Regions from separate parts of the Arabidopsis thaliana genome. Here region 1 is linked to region 2. Evidence: chromatin contacts called from public ChIA-PET data. All regions are on one chromosome and are shown on one strand. Each heading gives the region's core, a stretch centred on a gene start, on an enhancer-like site or on the middle of the called end of the contact. The rest is flanking DNA. Distances are from core to core; before and after follow the strand shown. Region 1 holds the start of ALDH11A3 (aldehyde dehydrogenase 11A3). Region 2 holds the start of CYP71B6 (cytochrome p450 71b6).

Region 1 (3,094 bases), core at 240-2,739, 48 kb before region 2:
ATATATTTTCTATGCCACCTAAATAACTCTTTGTTGAATATAATTTTTATTTTCTTAATAGGATATGCAAAAATTAATATTTTATCACTTTGTAAGATCTAATCAAGAGTAATTAAGAGTTAATCAGCAGTTAACTTATGAATTAAATCAAGTGTTAACATGCATTTCAAAAGATTAAAATCACAAAAGAGAAAAATGTTTTCTTAAAAAAAAATAAAAAAATCTTATCGTCTTTTATTGTCCCAAAGAAGATAACGAACTCTGTACAAAAGCTTCTAACCGTCGTTTAAATTTTCCATAACTTTGTAAGGAACAAATGAGGTAAAATTTTAGTTTACTTAAAATTTAGTTATGTTACACGACATCAGAATAAACTTACAGAGACAAACAAAACGTGTAAGGCCTTGAACCAAGATAACTACGTCTAGTTCCAAAACCGCTTTTGGCTTTATTCAATTTCCTTGTTTATCATAGTATCGTAGCATCTTTGTTATTCAGTTTGAATGATAATAGTATTGTGGTTAAGAGTATAGTAAAACATCTACAACAATACTCCGTAATTAGTATTTTGATAGATTAATATATTTTGGTCTTAAATTACTATTTTTGAATCAATTAGTAACTTTATAAATTAATCAAATCTTATATATTTTCGACATTACTAACATAGTATATTGTTTTTATTGTTATATATGTCATCAATCACAAAAAGAAGAACTATTTGTATTGAAGGCCACCACTTATCTCTTATTGTGTTTATATCTCAACTAGTTATTATGTTAAAGGTAAAACTCTTATCATATAGAGCCCAAACTGTTCTAATAACAACAATTAAAGATAAATCTAAATTTTGATAATTTGACTAACATCTATGTTGTATCTCATATGCAAAAATATATGTTTGTGATTTCACTATGCAAAATTAACATCTATGTTAAAACTTTCTATATGAAAATATTATAGTTTTTTAATAATACTTACACATCCAACATTCAAACAATGTGATTTCACTCCATAGCGTTTTTTGTTATTTTGAGATGTTAATTTTGTAATGCAACCTAAACATCTTCATCTTCTCAAAAAATCTTGGTATACTTTAAATATGTTGTTTCTGCTTACTTTTTTTTTGGTTTATAAACATTTGATTATTCTTGTTTCAGTTGATGAAATCTCTAACTTGTTTTTCTTTTTGATCATGTTATAGAGTTGTAGTTCCACTTGAGAATATGTCTGCTATGCAAATTACATATCATCTTTTTCAATGGCTTACATATAATTGTTGTAAAATTCATGAATAATATCACTTGATTATTTAATGTTATAGAAGATGGATTAAAATGTTTAAAACTTTTCAAGATTTTTTTTGAAATTTCAATAATATGACCAAATTGTTTTTTTTTTTGAATTTGTTTGGAATATTCCATAACAACCGGACCTTGGAAAATAAATACATGCATGTTTGTTTGTGTATGATGAATACATAGACATGTTTGTGGTTGTGGCTATCATGAGTCCCTTCGTTAATAAACAATGATGTAGGACCAATAGCTATTCAATAACCAACAAAACGATCACACACCAAGAAACTCTTCTTCACTCTCTCTAATTCTCATTCTCATTTCTCACCATACAATTTTTCATCTCCCTCTCTTTATCCTTTTCTAGATTTTCTTTTTACCCTTCAATCACTTATCTCTATCTATCTACCTTTCATGCTCTTTCACCACTCCTTCCATAAAAATCTATCAATAATCACTTCCTCTCTCTCTCTCTCTCTCTTATACAACACTCAAGAAGCGAGACACAGAGGAGAGAGTTAGTCTTCTTCTCTGTTTTTGTCTCTTTGGCTATATATATTCAAACATTGTGTGAACAGAACACAAATCAACACAACACACACAACTTTGTGTTCTTTAAGTTTTGTTTCAGAGATCAATGGCCGGGACTGGATTGTTTGCTGAGATTCTTGATGGAGAAGTATACAAATACTACGCTGATGGTGAGTGGAAAACTTCTTCCTCAGGTAAGAGTGTTGCCATCATGAACCCGGCCACGAGGAAGACACAGTACAAGGTTCAAGGTATATCTCATTAAGTTTCATTCTTTCTTGATTTCAGATATTGGCAAAAATTTGGAGATATATACTAGAAATATTGATGAATTTTGGTAGATTGATTACTTGAACAAGTTTTGATAACAACCTAAGAATCTCCGAAGATAAACAGAGAAGATAAAAACAGAGGATTTCAAGATAAGACAATGTTCTGTTTTTCTGTTTAACACAGCATGCACGCAAGAAGAAGTGAACGCGGTGATGGAACTGGCGAAATCAGCTCAGAAATCGTGGGCGAAAACTCCTCTTTGGAAAAGAGCTGAGCTTCTTCACAAGGCTGCAGCAATCCTTAAGGACAACAAAGCTCCCATGGCTGAGTCTCTTGTTAAAGAAATCGCTAAACCCGCCAAAGATTCTGTTACTGAGGTCTCACCATATCCCTCTCTATGCATCAACTTCATACGAAGCTCTTTTTGTTTTGTGTTTTTCAAGATCTTTAATGTTTGATATTGGTGAAAGGTTGTGAGGTCTGGAGATTTGATCTCTTATTGTGCTGAAGAAGGTGTTAGGATCTTAGGTGAAGGGAAGTTTCTTCTCTCCGATAGCTTCCCCGGTAATGACCGTACTAAGTACTGCCTCACTTCCAAGGTATAATCTCTTAGATTCATATGTATGCGTCAATAGTTGAAGTTGTTAACAAATGTTTTGATCAAATTATGTGTTTGTTTTCTGATCTGAAGATTCCACTCGGTGTGGTTTTGGCTATTCCTCCATTCAATTATCCAGTTAATCTCGCTGTATCGAAGATCGCTCCTGCTTTGATCGCCGGAAACTCCCTTGTCCTCAAACCTCCAACTCAAGTAACTAAGAAGCTTTTAACACTCTTTTAAAATGAATGTTTTGAAAATGCTTTTTAACGGTCAGTTTCTTTAGGGAGCTGTTTCTTGCCTTCACATGGTACATTGCTTTCACTTAGCCGGTTTCCCAAAAGGTCTTATCAGCTGCATCACCGGAAAAGGATCTGAGATCGGCGATTTCCTC
Region 2 (3,056 bases), core at 183-2,682:
TGTAGACTAGAGCCTCGAGATCATCGTATGTCACTATACCTTTGTCTCCTACGTGTTCACGAATCTCGGCTTGTACTTTCTTCATTACTCTTGGATGTCTTGAAAGCTCTGCCATTGTCCAATCCAAAGTGATAACAGATGTGTCTACTCCTGCTACAAACAAATCCTGAAATGAAAACAAAAATGCTTACATGAACTCAATAAATTATAATTCAACATCTAAATAAGGCATGGACAAAGTTCTGTAACCTGATATTTGTATTAACCAAACTATACATAAATTTCTAAACCAAATTACCCAAATCGAACAAGAATTATGGTATCGAACCGAACTAACCAAAGTTGAAAACTTACCATAATAATAGCTCTGATATGTGTATCGGTGATTCTTGAAGAACCAAGTTTGGTTTCTTGACTCTGTAACTTGAGCAAGACGTCAATGAGATCTTCACGGTCTTCAGTTTTCTTCTTCTCCCGATGGTCAACAATAGCTTTCTGGTAAAACGTATCAAGATCTTGAAAACTCTTCCTCCGGCTAGAATCAAGACCACTGATCCGATCCAAGATCCAGCCAAACCCGGGGAATATATCCGCCGCCGCGAATTTTCCGATCACTCTGTTCGCCTCCGTGAACAGCTCCAGAAACGTCTCGTTATCCATTCCACTTCCTTGAAAACTCAATCCAAACGCCATTCGACACGTAAAGCTCGCGACGAACTTAGCCAAATTTGCGGTAAGGTCAACGGAAGATCCAGATGACGCCGAGTCAGAAAACGAGTTAACGAGTCGACTCAGCTCCTCCTCTCTTATGTTCCGGAACGAGTTGGCTCGTTTAACGGAGAAAAGTTCAAGAACACAGAGTTTCCGCACATCTCTGTAGTAATCACCCCATTTAGTAAACCCTAGACCAAGTCCATCATAGAAAAAGCTTTTGGTGATAGATAGCTTTGGACGAGTACAACACTCGGAGTCGTGAAGTTTTAGAACTTCCTCCGCCGTCTCCGGAGAGTGAACAACCACGGTACGGACGCTGCCGAGATAGACGGTGATGACTGGGCCATATTTGAGAGAGAGATCTCTGAGACTGCGGTGAGGGAGGGATCCGAGCTGGTGGATGTTTCCTAAGATAGGTAATCTTGGTGGACCTGGTGGAAGATTTTTAGGGGAACGAAGAAGAAAGAAGATAAGAAGTGGAGGAATCAAAAGTAGGAGAAGCCATGGAAGCAACTCAGTGGAGATGGGGAAGGAGAAAAGAGACATTTTGTTGTTATCGTCTTGTAGTTTTTGTTGGTTGTGTAGTATGTGTGACCATAATAAAGATGAAATACGTGTAGCTAGTGTATATGTTTACTACTATTTAACTAAGTTTATTGTAAAGACTTTTCGACCATATGCTAAAGATAAATTTATATCATACTTCAGTTTCGTGTAAGGACTTTCCGACCACAGGCTGAAAATCTTGACTTCAATTATTTTTTAAGAGTGGATTGAACCATAAAAGTGTAATTTGTAAGGAGAGACCGGAAAAATCATTAGACCATCCTCATTCAACAACTTTTCAATAGATAAAACATCCCAAAAATAGGAGATTTATCGTTGTCGGAATAGGTAACACCTGTTCCTTCGGGATTCAGTTCGGCTCCAGTTTGTGTTCAGTTTTAGTATTTGCTGTTTTGGACTTTACTACTTAAGGATTCAGATCAAATCAAAGAAAAATCGGTTTAGTTCTTGTTCAATCACTTGGTTAGTTGGTTTAGATAGATTCGGATGGTTAAATCAAGAAGCAACAAGAAACTGAAATATTTCAAACATGCCGGTCAGACGTTTAGTAAGACCAAAAAAAATATTCCTTTTTGAAATTGTTATTTAAATTCTTACATAATAACAACTGTTTTTTCTTCAACTCAAACGAAAGAAAGAAAAATTCAAAAATATAAACGAAAACATAAAAATATCAAAACGAAGCAAAATAGAAGTTCAAAAACGAAGAACAATTGACAAAAAAAAAAAAAAAAAAAAAAAAAACGAAGAACAACTTTTCATAGAGTGGAAAAGTTTGGAGGCGCTAAGATACATGTCTATCATTTTAGAATGATTTTGAAAGATACAGTGACAATATAATTTTTTGTTCTTTTTCATCGTCTTACACCTTTATTTTTTTAATCAAAGTTTTCGGACAAAAATACAACATAAGTAATTTAGGGTCTAAATGGTAACTGTTAGTTAAGTTTTCTTGGTAAGAACTTCTGAGTTCTGACCACATGCTGACATTTTTTTTTTTGTTTTTGAAAGAAAACATGCTGACATTTTTGACGTTTACCTTCTAGTATATTGAACAAGAAACGGTCAATATGCTTCTTCTTATTTTTTTGAATATTCTTTTCCATACATTGCCGGAATTTCGAACCAAAGTTTAGATTCATCTCCAGAGTTTTGTGCAGTATAGACTCAATCGTTGGACCATGTGTATGCTGATGTATACATGTTAATCTATAGTAGCAAAATATGATTGAAATCAATGTAAGAATATTCGAACTTCACTTTTACTTCTACATAAAAACAAATTGTACTATTAGACCATTATGAAGTGGACGTTTTTGTGGTTGGTTAATAGGATCCTAATGAGATTTGGATAATGTTATTTGTGTTCTCGATGTTCATCTCTGAATTTTTAGTTTTTTCATCTTTTTGCGTTGTCTCCTGCATGCAATTATTTGACTTGACTTGAATAAATATAGTTTAGTTCTTTGTTTGTTTGGGCAAAAAATGTAGTTTAGTTCAGAAATTCGGTAAACAATATTAAGATCTGGTAATAAGAGACATATTTTTTGTAAGTTTAACCATTGCAATTTCAAGGATTTGTTCTTGTGGTTTAGCCCCTTTTAGTCTCAGTAAGTATTGTGTGTTTAATCTTGGACCGGATCCTTTTGTACACAATATTTTACAATATATGCAATTTCAGATATGATCAATACAAAATATACTTTTTTAGATAGAATTTTAGAAACACAGGCTCCATGTTCTTAAATATAAGGCCAAAAGGGAAAAAAAAGTTC

What was found. ChIA-PET counts read pairs in DNA pulled down with a chosen protein or histone mark.
Region 1: a contact with region 2 is called in an H3K4me3 ChIA-PET map of shoot, with 10 read pairs. The contact joins the promoter of ALDH11A3 here to the promoter of CYP71B6 in region 2. A contact is called at or near these places in 3 of 26 Hi-C or Micro-C datasets (cotyledon, root and rosette leaf) and 1 of 2 datasets of contacts at active chromatin or transcription factors (shoot).

Annotation. Positions count from the first base shown.
Region 1 is chr2:10,328,443-10,331,536 of TAIR10.1, reverse strand. ALDH11A3 (aldehyde dehydrogenase 11A3) reads left to right here and starts at 1,489. Exons shown (of 9, transcript NM_127989.4): 1 at 1,489-2,080; 2 at 2,286-2,479; 3 at 2,573-2,701; 4 at 2,794-2,913; 5 at 2,987-3,094. The coding sequence starts at 1,936.
Region 2 is chr2:10,280,094-10,283,149 of TAIR10.1, reverse strand. It overlaps CYP71B6 (cytochrome p450 71b6), which reads right to left and starts at 1,432. Exons shown (of 2, transcript NM_127979.3): 1 at 355-1,432; 2 at 1-166. The coding sequence starts at 1,260.